Regions from separate parts of the Mus musculus genome. Here region 1 is linked to region 2. The links are chromatin contacts, called in public ChIA-PET maps. All regions are on one chromosome and are shown on one strand. Each heading gives the region's core, a stretch centred on a gene start, on an enhancer-like site or on the middle of the called end of the contact. The rest is flanking DNA. Distances are from core to core; before and after follow the strand shown.

Region 1 (6,027 bases), core at 2,417-4,916, 56 kb after region 2:
CAACCACAAGCTGCTGCGGCCAGGAGTAAACTATGCTAAAGTCTCTGTGGGAATGCACATGGTCCACAGTCATGAGCAAGAATGAAGAACAGAGGAGCGAAGCTCTGTCCGGAGACTGTAACATTGCAGTGGACAAGGAGCGGCCACTCAGACCGCCACACACAGACATTTGTCTAAACAATGAGCTCGGACCAAAGCTTCTGGAAGGCAAACACCACAGTAGAAAAAAAAAAAAAAATGAGGATGGATTTTATAAAATTAAAATCTTTGCAAAACATCTCTCTTGATAATACTTATACATAAAATATAAACCTCGTCAAAATTCTTTTAAAATTTTTGTTTAGCTGGATGAGAGTTTTTGCCTTAAGTTGTCAGTGTATCATGTCTGTGCAGCCCTTGCAGAGGGTAACAGAGGACATCAGAGCCTCTGGGACTGCAGTTACACACAGCTGTGAGCCATCATATTGCTGGGAAATTGAACCCGAGTCCTCGGGAAGAGCAGGTAGGCAGTGCTCGTAGCCCCGAGCCATCTCTCCAGCCTCTAAACTTTAAAAGCAAAACAAAACCAAAAACACTCTTGTATACAAGCCATGTGAGATGACAGGGCACAGTGTCAATGTCAAGAGGAGAACATGGTATCAAGCGGGGCAGGGGAATGGCTCTGAGTGGTGGGCACGGATATGAACTCTCCATACTTTATGTTCAATATCATACAATTCTAAAACTACGCTGGAAATGAGTTTTTCCTCTTAATTATAATTTTCAAATGCAGATTAGAGAATGATGGATCTTTGTATCTCAGTATTGCTGTTAGGCATTTAAAAATCTAAGAATAATATAATATAGCTTAAAACCAAAAACAGTTGTTTTAAAAGTCCCGTCTCTTGGCTTATAAATTGGGGTGTGCAACACTGGGGTACAGCCTTTGCCTGTCATGTTCAAACCCTGAGGTGAGTCTCTAGCACCAGAAAAAATTAAAAGCTAACCAAACAAACAAAAAAAAAAAACCCAAAATCAAACTTTTGATTTGCATAGGCATAGAGAAAGAAAAATAAGAAGAAATAGAGTATATAGAAAATACTAGGTTTGGTTGTAAAAATATAGAAAAGATCAAAGATGGAATATGTGACAAACTATTTCAGCATACCAGCTATTGGACACAGAGACCATTCTATTAATCCCTTCTAGAAATGGCACAACAAAGGCAACACCATTTGAGCTTTGTTTCTTTTTCTATTTTTTCCTTTCCTTAATGCTCCACATGTAGCTAGAAAACCTGGTTTTAGGCACAAGCTTCGCTTGGACTGACACAGGCTCCCATGGAACGTTATGCAGACGGTTCTGAGTTGCACACCCGCCCTCTAACTCTCCGTGCAGTGTATACTTTAAGAGCAGTTATGGTTCTCCTTCCTCTAGCTCAAGACAACTGTCTACACCACAGCTCCATCACTGAATGGCCATGAGGTACCTGACTGCTCACAAATGTTAAAAATATTATGGGGGAAATAGAAATATGGAGTACTGAGTCAAAGGCCAACTTTTAGAGGTTGGCTCTCTCCTTCAATTGCATGTCCAGGGAGCTAGAGCCAGACTCAGGATGGCAAGAGTGAACCTCTCGAGCCTTTAGGGCTAATTTACTTTAATGAACTCCACTCTGAGAAGCTACTGCACCATGTCCCGACTCATCCTCTGGAGGCTGGTACAGAAACCTGCCCTACCCACCATGCTGATGGAGAAGCAAGTGGACTGTGAGAAAGTATCAGCATCTTCTTTGATCATACAGTGTTATTTGAAGACTTCAAGTCGGTAGAGGAAGGAGTTAGACTTGATGCCTATGAACGAATCAGCAGTCTGGAAGGAATGCTGGGAGTGTGTGATGCTACATAGTGTAGAGTTAAGGAAAACACCCAACTAGCTAACTAGTGAACACCTAACCAGCTAATACCTAGCTAACTCTCAAGAAAACATTGGAAGCGTATCAAATTCTGACAGTGGCCTCACTACACTTGACAAAAGAATAGTCTTTTCACACATTGTATACACAAACACGGGAGACAGCTGATGTTTGCTGAGGACCACTGGATGCCAACAAAGACCCTTCACATCTTATCACCTAAGAAGTGCCAACTGGTGCAGGGCAGGCACTCCACAAATATCTACTGGCTGAAGGAGACACAACTGAGAATGCAACTGTTATTGACCTCCATATAAGTAACTCAAGCTGACTTCCAAGGTTAATCTAACAACATCTGAACGAACACACACACACACACACACACACACACACACACACATTCTCTGGAACTCCTTTTGCAGACTAGGCTGGCCCAGAACTCAGACACCCACCTGCCTCTGCATCCTGAGTTGCTGAGATCAAAGGTGTGCACCACCAACATTCTTCCAATACATAGTTCATATCTATCGTATTTAATTGCCTCACTACTTTGGAGTCTTAGCATATTGCTACAAATTCTTTGCTTAATGAAAGAACTATTTCAACTAGTTCTTGGCAGTTCTCTAACCTAGGTTACAAAACCCTAGTTCAGTGCTGGAGCGCCTTAATAATCCTCTGTACCATAAAAACAAGGAACCACTAAAACACTGTCCACAGTTAACAATCTCCTTAGCACCAGTTCTTCTAGCAGTCTAGCTTCAAAGTAGTTCATGTTATTATACAACGTCACCCATAAGTCACGTTTTACCTGACCTTCCCTGGGCATTCTAATATACAACTATTTTATTTTGCACAGAGGATTAGTATTTAAAGTCGCCCAACCTTATGGTATCCCTTTATCAAATGGAGGCTAACAAATGTAACTGTATTAAGGCCTCCTCCTCCTACCGAGGGACCTTGGGACAGTTTTATGACCTTGCAGAGATTGTACTTCAACACGAGGGCATGATGACAATGGCAATGTCTTTCTCTTCCTCATCGGCAGATTTTTTTAAACCCCTTTAGCACCAAGGCGACCAGCAGGTTCAGGCGGGGGCTGATTTTGAGTTCCTTCGTTTCTCCAGTACCCAGCAAAGAGTCGGATGGCTACACAGTGAATGCCTTACCAAAGAGCTCAAGCAAGCCATCACACCTTAAAGGGTCACGCTGCTCCCCCGTGCAGTGTTTCACAGGGCTTCAAAGCCAAAAGTTACAACCAAACGTTCCCCGGTCGCCCCTTCACCTTCAGGGCCTTTCTAAAGACTTTGCAAGCTGTGCTCCCGGGTACGGAGCGGAAGTACGGAGTTGATCGAAACCCAGATGGCTCCAAAGCTCAACCCGAATCCCGTCCGGGTCCCGAGGTCCCGGATGGCCGTTCCAGTCTCAGGGGATCAGACCGTGACCTTGTTCTCTTTGACCCCTACCAGGGGTCCGGCACGCAACCTTCCAGCTCTGCAGACATCCCCGCGGCCTGAGCTGGGGCCTTCTTCCGCCAGGAGTGAGCATGCAGCTCCATCCCTCCTGCCTCGCAGCAAGCCCGAGCCCCCGCATCCCTCCCGATGTGGTCCTACCATTGCGGCTGCACGGCGCAGGCCGACAGCCCGACAACGCTCGCCCGCGAGAACATGGTGGAGCCTTGAAGGTCGGGCAGACGGGACTCAGTGCGCGTGCGCGGGAGCTCAGGCGCCCCGGCCCGCTCCGCCTGCGTCCTCGGTCTCGCTAAATCTCGTGAGCGCCGAAGCCGCGAGTTCCCTGGCCCCACCCATTTCCTGCTGTCAATTTCGGTCCCGCCTGTCCCCGCGCTGAGCCAGTTCCGCTTCCGACCGCTTTGTAGTTGTAGCGCTCAGGGTCGCCATGGGCAAGTCGGATTTTCTGAGCCCCAAGGCCATCGCCAATAGAATTAAGTCCAAAGGGCTCCAGAAGCTTCGCTGGTACTGCCAGATGTGCCAAAAGCAATGCCGCGACGAGGTAAGTGACTCAGGCTGGCCGCGACCCCTCCCTCGGCTTGGAGCCCTCTCCGGCGCAGTCTTCCCCAGCTCGGCGCGAAGCCCTCCAGCTCCACGAGAAGTGGTCGCAGACAAGCACTCACTGATCGCTTACAATCGCTAGGCTGAGCACTGAGGTTTTACATTTAGACTTCCCTGGTGGGGTCGGTCGGTCAAGACGAGGAACTCAAGTTGCTCCGCTTAATAGTGACATGGGCTTGGCCACTACTGGTAAAGTAGAGGTAATAGTTGTACCCACCGGCAAGATTGTCGCCGAGTTTTTTCATGGAGAGAAGAACTCTCCATGACATAAATGCTTCATTCCCGACTTGCTACTGCTATCCTATAGTTTCAGTATGTGGGTTCCCAAAGGTACAGGCGTGCAGTCCATCGCACCTAGGAGTGACCGCTAAGTGTTTTTCCATATTTGCTTACATCATATAGTAAATTATATAAATATATGAATATCAGTATACCTTCACCCTTGAAGACTTAATTGTGTAATCAACATAACAAGTAATCGTATTATCTTTTCAATTAATGCCAAAATGCCACCAATATAACAGAACTAATAAAAATTCTTGTACATTATCTGATACATATTTTTGTTTTAGAGACAGTATCTCAGTATGTAACTTTGGCTGGTCTGGACCTCACCAGGCTGGCCAAAAAACGAGATAGACCTGCCTCTGCTTCCCAAGTGCTGGTTGATATCAGAGATATACACCACCCTACTTTATATTAATACTTTCTTGGTAGTCTTGTGGTGGCGATGGGGACCAGAGAGGTTGTTTATTAAGCAGTGCTACAAGTTTTGTTTAATGTCTTATGTATGCCTGGCAAATGCTCTACCACTGAGCCCTCATGCACTGCGTCATATTTCTGTTATCTTATTTTGGTGTATGTGTTTATGCATGTGTGCATGCTGCACCAAACAGATACATCCATACGGAGATCAAAGGGCCACATGTAAATGGTTATTTCCTTCCAGCTTGAGGGTCCTGGGATTGAAGTCATGTTGTCACATCTGGCACCAAGCGCCTTTAGCCACTGAGCCATCTTACTGACCTTATGCCACCTTCTTAGTAAGTCATCACAGACTGAACCCAGTCCCACTGCCACTGACTGGATTGCAAAACTCTGTGCATGTTATTGTTTTTCTAAGACAGGGTTTCTCTGTGTGGCCCTGGCTGTCCTGGAACTTGCTCAGTGAACCAGGCCCAGGCTGGTTTTGAACTCATAGATATCTGTCTCTGCCTTTTTAGTGCTGGGACTAAAGGTGTGCAACGCCATTGTCCAGCTTCAAAACTCTGACTTACTTACACTCATTTCTTTCTTATTTATTGTTTCTTTTGTTTTTTGCGATAGGGTTTCTCAGTGTAGCCCTGGCTGTCATGGAACTCTCTCTGTAGACCAGGCTGGCCTCGACCTTCCAAATGCTGGGATTAATGGTGTGCTCCATCACCACTCAGCTCAGTTCTTTTTTTTTTTTTAAATATTTGTTTATTTATTATATGTAAGTACACTGTAGCTGTCTTCAGACACTCCAGAAGAGGGCGTCAGATCTCATTACAGATGGTTGTGAGCCACCATGTGGTTGCTGGGACTTGAACTCAGGACCTTAGCAAGAGCAGTCGATGCTCTTAACCGCTGAGCCATCTCACCAGCCTCAGCTCAGTTCTTAACCTTTTAGTTATCCATGGACCATCTACAATTTTTGCCTAATTTGTGCACTGCCTGAAAGAAATGATCAAGTTTTACTTTAAAAGAAATTTGGTATCAAAGACCAGTATTGCTTTTCATAAATTAAAATATGGATCAAAATGAAACCAAAATATTATTCAATTCTAGAAACCTAATGGATTGGAAGGGGTGGAGGGGATATCATGGCTCTGGCCTTCCTTCCTGTCAGTTTTCCCAGTATTTCAAGATGGGGACAGAAAAGGGAACATGTAAGAGCCACGCCCTCCTTCCCTTGAGTAGGGAAGGCAGGGAATGTACCTGAGGCCAGCCAGCCAGAATCAGCATCCCTACCAAGAAAACACAATAAACAGACCTGCTCATGTGTCCTCTTCTCATGAGAACTTATGTTCAGAAGAACATTTGAGG
Region 2 (6,112 bases), core at 340-2,839:
CAAGTAGGTTCAGGCCAGAAGGGTACAACCTGTCAGTACTATGAAGAGTGTGCTACAGACTTGAGAGTTCAGTAAAAACTAACTGAATTAATCGGACATGTGCATCTTTCTGTGTCCAGCCTAAGAGTGAATACACAGAATTAACCATCTGGGCCAAATGCTTTCCTCTAATTATCTACTGTGGCAGCTTAGGGGGTCATAGTTTTCCAGAAATCAATAGCAAATTTAAAATACAAATTATGGGAATAGAGAGATGTCTCATAGGTTAAAAGCACTTGCTGCTCTTGAAGAGGACCTGAGTTTGGTTTCTAGTACCCATCTGGAGGCTCATAACCATTGCTAACTCTAGTTCCAGGGAATGTGATGCCCTCTTCTAACCTCTGCAGGAACCAGGCATGTATGTAGTACATATAAGTAGGCAAGACACTCATACACATAAAATTAAAAATCCTTAAAGATACAAACTACAAATATTTGCAATACTCACTGGGTGACAAGAATTTCTTTGAGCTTCTAGCTATCCCTGCTGAGTCTATTGTTAGACATGTTCCTTTTAAAACTCATGGTTTTTTCTGCTCACTCAATTCCCAGTTCCCCACTCAGAGGGCAGAGTCACTTTAGCAGTGGCATCAGTTACTGGATCCGCTTACTAGATGATGTCCACTCAAGTGGACAGGGTGGTGTGCTGGTCAGTGTTTAGCAACTGCTTTGGGACATGGCGCTATGCACGTGTGTGCTATGTTTCAATTTTAATGACATAAAGGATTCATAGAACATAATTTAAATATATAGTTGTCATAAATCCTGTATGTACAATTATTACAGAATATTTTTGCTGATATTTGCCAAAATTATGTATCAGTAAAACCAACTCAGGCTTGCAAGTGAAGAATGAATGTGCACACAGAAGTTGGTTACACTGAGAGGTCCAGATGGTAAACACATAGGCTTGTGGCACACTCACTATCTGTCACACCTAGTCCTGTCTGCCGAGGCAGCATCAAGGCTGCACAGACAATACATAAATAAATGGACACAGGTAGGCTCCAATCAAGCCCATTCCACAGAACCAGGAGCTCTGCTGATCTCTTGAGGCTGAAGCAAAATAAATCTGGCGCGTGCCAGAACTGCACTTAACGCCAATAACAGGGACGAGTTCTTTGGCTGCAGAACGCTGAAAGGATATTCCTCATGACTTATAATCAAACAGCTACAGACAGGACTCATTTTGGAGCCCCATCTGCAGGTTCCATAGTTTCACCATCACTGTTTCAAATCAGCAGAAGAATAAAGCAGACCGTGATGTGTTCGCACTTGCGGCCTTCTGGGCCGCGAAGCCTCCCACCGTGGCCAGTTTGAACCTGGCAGTAAGCTATGCAGCTGAGAACAGCTGAGAACAGACAGCCATGAAGCACTCTCTCACACAGTACAGTAAGCTTAACCAGAAAAGAACCGAGAGGCGATGGGGTGTGGGCATCTTGCTTTTAGTATAACTTATTTAAGTTTACATGACTTTTAACAAGGACTGTGCTTTACAACCAGCCCACAACTTCCTGAAGTCTTGACAGTAGTCGTCAGTGAGCCAGCAAGACTTTGTAAGAGAGTGGGAGGCAGCTCCTGCAGAGCACTAGTCGCACACGGCAGAGTCAGGGCTATCTCAGCACTCGGTGGACAGCAACAGCTGTGCTAGACTGACACTCATCAAATTTCTTTTCTTTTTCTTTTTTCTTTTTCTGGTTTCTTGAGACAGGGTTTCTCTATGGAGCCCCAGTTGTACTGGAACTCCCCCTGTAGACCAGATTAGTCTCAAACTCAAGAGAACTATCTCCCTCTGACTCCTGAGTGTGCCACCATGACCATCAAATGTCTTTAAGTCTATGGATCAGGATGATTTAAAAATGGGCACAACTAGTTAGTCGGTGGTTACCTACAATAAGCCAAGGAATCATTTTATTATAGTAACGATGATGGAACAGAAAAGCCACTCATTAGTTCTTTTGTAAATATACTACTACCAAGTCCCCAGAGTACATGAAAGGACATTCTCTTTAGAGAAGCAGCAGCTAATAAAGGCGTGAGCTGCCATTATTTACAACCTGTACTGACTTCATGACTGGATGGATGTCTGCTGAAATCACACACTCCCAATCTACAACAGCCTCCACTAAGCCATTGAACCTGACATTTGAAGGTTTTGGAACCACCATGAATGTACAGGATACAGAAGACCATGTAAAACACACCTGTTGGGGCACTGTAAGTGAACTGCAGAGTGGAAAGACCCGTGGAGGCCAAACAATCCAGACCCTGCAGCAAATATGCAGACATAAAGAGGAAAGAGATAAAAGGGAGGGGATAGGAAGAGAGGAAAAGAAACAAACTCATTCCAACGGAGAGATCCTAAGAGTTTGACTGGAACAGACAGTTATATACGCCCATGCTTACCCCACTTATCAGTTACCTGATGCCATCCGTGGGGAGTTAATCCTAAGCACATGGCAACAGGACTGTACGACTGCTAACACAGTTCTCATCCTGTAGAGTTATATGCTTCCATGCTTCTGATGAATGACGACTGGACATGCTAGTACACACCTGCAACCCCAGGACTTGGGAGACAGCAGGCTAGAGGCCAAGCTGTGCTCCATTAGGCCCTAGCTTAAAACAAAACAAAAAATTATGAAGAGATAACATGAGGCTGGACGCTTTCTTCAAGGCAGCCCGGAAAGAGAAGAAATGAATGAGCGTATAGTGAGCAGGACTGGCGGACAGATATAGGAAGCTATCTAGTCTAATCCCTTTACTTTTGTATTTGGAATTTTAAAAATATTAAAGTGCTTCCATCTCTCTCAGTGAGGATGAGTCAGATATCCACCTGGCCTCTAGTGAGGACCTTTGTACTTCCTCTGGACCTGTCTCCTAACACTGTCACCATCCATCATGTCCCAGTCTTATTGACCCCTGTGTACTCCCCCGACACCCAAGGCATGCCCCCTTTTGGGGCCTTGCATTAGAGTTCCTTCTATGTGCTGTCTCTTCCCCAGATGCCTTGAATTGCTCTTTTAAATGTATGCTCAATGAACCTTTCACAATATGCCATGACTTTACATAATTGAAAATTTCTTGATTTATTTTTGTTTTAAATGTATGTGTTTTGCCTCTATGGATGCATACGCCTCTGTGTATGTATATATGTGCACAACACGGGTGCTTGGTGCTCTTAGAGGTCAAAGGAACGTATCTGATCTGCTGAAATTAGTGGTTAATTATTGATTGATATGAATGATTGTGACCCACCCTATGGGTACTGGGAACTGAACCCAGGTCCTTTGCAACAGTAAGAACTGTTAACCACTGAGCTATCTTTCTAGCCCCAATGTAATTTTAACCAACGCTTCTTCTATCCACCTAGCGTTTTCAATTCCCATCTACAATGTTCTACTAAATGTCCTTTAGCATTTATTGTAAATATACCATATAATTTATTTATTATATGCTTATTATTTCTTGTTTGTTCCACACATGAACCTGTAAACATAAAAGTGGGGATTTCTCTGTTTCTGGACAAAATACTTCTATATTTTGTGTGTTTGCAATACTTCTTGATACATAAAATCAGAGAACAAGGACAACAACAAAGGTGGTGTGTGGGCACAATGGACAATATTAAGCACCCCTCCTTAGATCCTACAACAAAGTATCTAAGGCAGAAAGGCTTTACAAAGTATCCGAGGCAGGTACTTTATAAAGAGAAGAGGCTATTGGTTCACAATTGCAGAGGCTCAAAGTTGCAGCTCCAGGCATGGGGTGGTGAGGACTCTGGGGACACCTGTTCTGACTCTGCTGAGGATCCTGACAGCACAGTGGCAGGAGCCCATGTGCGAGAAAGCTATTTTATCTTTATGTTCTGAGATAGCATCTCACTTTGCAGCCTAGGCTGGCCTCAAAATCCTCTTCCTCTTCTGCCCCATCTTTCTGGGTGGTGGGATATAGTGTGGAACACCAAGCCCAGAAGGCAGATTACATCTTGAAATAGAAAGCCATGGTTGGATTCAGTAGCCAGCCCCATTCCAAACAACTCCCTCAAAAGAACCTGGGATCCCAGGAGAGCTAACTTAATCCCTTCTGAGGGCAGTGCCCTAAATGATCTAAGGACTTCTCACTTACCCCGCACTGGGAACCCAGCTTCCAACCCATAACCCTATGTTTGTGAGAGAAAAACCACAGCCTACCACAGTTTGAACACAGACAAACTTCCCTAAGGCACTGAGCCCACTATCACTGACATAGCAGTCTGGGGAAATTAGGAATTTAACCTCCAAGTTAAACTTTTATCTCTAAGTATTAGCAAATTTACTGCAGGGCTGGTGTGTTAGCATCAGACTTAGCTTTCTGTATGCTGTGGATTTTGCCTTCCACAGACTGAGAGGAGTAATTTTCTACCAGTACGGAATAAAGTGAGAGCAGCACCTCCTCCCCCCTGAAAGGCCAACCAGAAGGTGTGTGTTTCATACCCCCACCTCGCTGAGGACAGAAAAGCACGGAGTTACTGCCGACTGACTTACCCTGAGCTAGCAAGAGTGGTGCAATTGGGATGGGGCTCCACACTTGGTAAAGCCTATAGCTGTTCCCTCAATGGATCTTAACTATCCTTGTAATCCCTGATCCATTACATACACTCCATTCATGGAACAGCACACATAGAAACATATTCTAACTACAGAAAGAAAAAAGCCAGAAACTGAGAAAGAGTTCTTTAGAGTTCAACTGCCTCAATTCAAACCTCAGACTCTCCCCAGTTACTAAGGTCTGATCTTAAAAGTTGTTATTATCCTATGTCTCATTTGATTACCCATTAAATGAAACTCTCGTAGTTTCTTTTACAGTTGCTGTGATAAATACTCCGACCAAAGAAACTGAAGAGTACAAGAGCTTACTTTTAGCTCAAAGTTCTAAGCACAGTCCACAGTGGCAAACAGCTGGGGAACCTGGCCACATCGAATCCAGTCAAGAAGATGATATCCTGCCACATCCTTCCTTAGTTTTCTCCCTCCGCATCTGTCAATCCAAGAAACAGTTCCTACCTACCATTAAGGGGGCCCTTCCCATATCAATTAGCACAAGCAAGGTAATCTTCCATGTATATGCCCAAAGAGCCACTGCTGAGGTGATTCCAGACACCATGAAGTTGACAATTAGCACTTGTTATCACAGACGTTATCATTTACTTTGTGGTTATTATGAAGAATAAATGAATTTGTGTGAGCCAGGCTTGCTGGCACAGGTCAGTAATTGTAGCTTCTCAGGAGACTATGCTAGAGGGTTATAAATGTAAGACCTGCCTGAGCTATAGAGTGAGGTTAAGGCCAGTCTTGGTAAGTTAGTAAGTTAGAACCTATCTCAAAACAAAATGCAGCTATGCAGATGGCTCAGTAGGTATACAAGCATGAGGCACCGAATCCCAGAACCCATGTAAAAACTGGATGTATGCAGTAGGGGCATCTAATGTCATTGCTCCTACATCAAGATAAGAGACCCAGCCAGGGATGGCTGGAGGCATGTCTCCCATTCCCAGCAGGGAACAATAAAAGACCCAGTCTCAAATAGGTAGAAAGCGAGCACTGACGCCCGAGGCTCTGCTCTGCCTCTATACGTGTGTCGTGGCATGTATGTGCCCACATTTACATACAAGAGAGAGAGAGAGAGAGAGAGAGAGAGAGAGAGAGAGAGAGAGAGAGAAGAGAGAGAGGAGGGGAGGGGAGGGGAAGAAGGGAGGAAGGGAGGAAGGAGAGAGAGAGAGAAAGAAAGAGGGGAGAGGAGGGGAGGAAGGGAGGAAGGAGAGAGAGAGAGAGAGAGAGAGAGAGAGAGAGAGAGAGAAAGAAAGAGGGGAGGGGAAGAAAGAAAGGGAGAAAGAAAGAAAGAAAGAAAGAGAAGAGAAGAGAAGAGAAGAGAAGAGAAGAGAAGAGAAGAAAAGAAAAGAAAAGAAAAGAAAAGAAAAGAAAAGAAAAGAAAAGAAAAGAAAAGAAAAGAGGGCTGGAGATCTTGCTCAGAGGTAGAGCACGGCCCTGCAGCAAGCAGCCTTATGTACAGTCCCTCATCTTAAGGAGTGATG

What was found. ChIA-PET counts read pairs in DNA pulled down with a chosen protein or histone mark.
Region 1: a contact with region 2 is called in an RNA polymerase II ChIA-PET map of memory CD8 T cells, with 6 read pairs. The contact joins the promoter of Atp5c1 here to the enhancer-like site in region 2. A contact is called at or near these places in 2 of 484 Hi-C or Micro-C datasets (germinal center B cells and nephron progenitors), 5 of 115 datasets of contacts at active chromatin or transcription factors (the SCID.adh cell line, embryonic stem cells, heart atrium and 1 more) and 3 of 9 other capture datasets (adipose tissue, embryonic stem cells and liver).

Annotation. Positions count from the first base shown.
Region 1 is chr2:10,076,844-10,082,870 of GRCm38.p6, forward strand. Atp5c1 (ATP synthase, H+ transporting, mitochondrial F1 complex, gamma polypeptide 1) reads right to left here and starts at 3,667. Exons shown (of 10, transcript NM_020615.4): 1 at 3,505-3,667. The coding sequence starts at 3,560. It overlaps Kin (Kin17 DNA and RNA binding protein), which reads left to right and starts at 3,769. Exons shown (of 5, transcript NM_025280.2): 1 at 3,769-3,901. The coding sequence starts at 3,788.
Region 2 is chr2:10,022,907-10,029,018 of GRCm38.p6, forward strand. The region is part of intron 2 of Taf3 (TATA-box binding protein associated factor 3); the gene reads right to left. Among named protein-coding and RNA genes, the nearest start is that of Taf3, 23 kb to the right of the region's middle. Within about 2 kb of position 1,590, at least 11 of the 459 cell types and tissues checked have an H3K27ac peak or open chromatin away from gene starts, as enhancers often do. A contact at or near this core is called in the SCID.adh cell line and memory CD8 T cells, where this site is marked.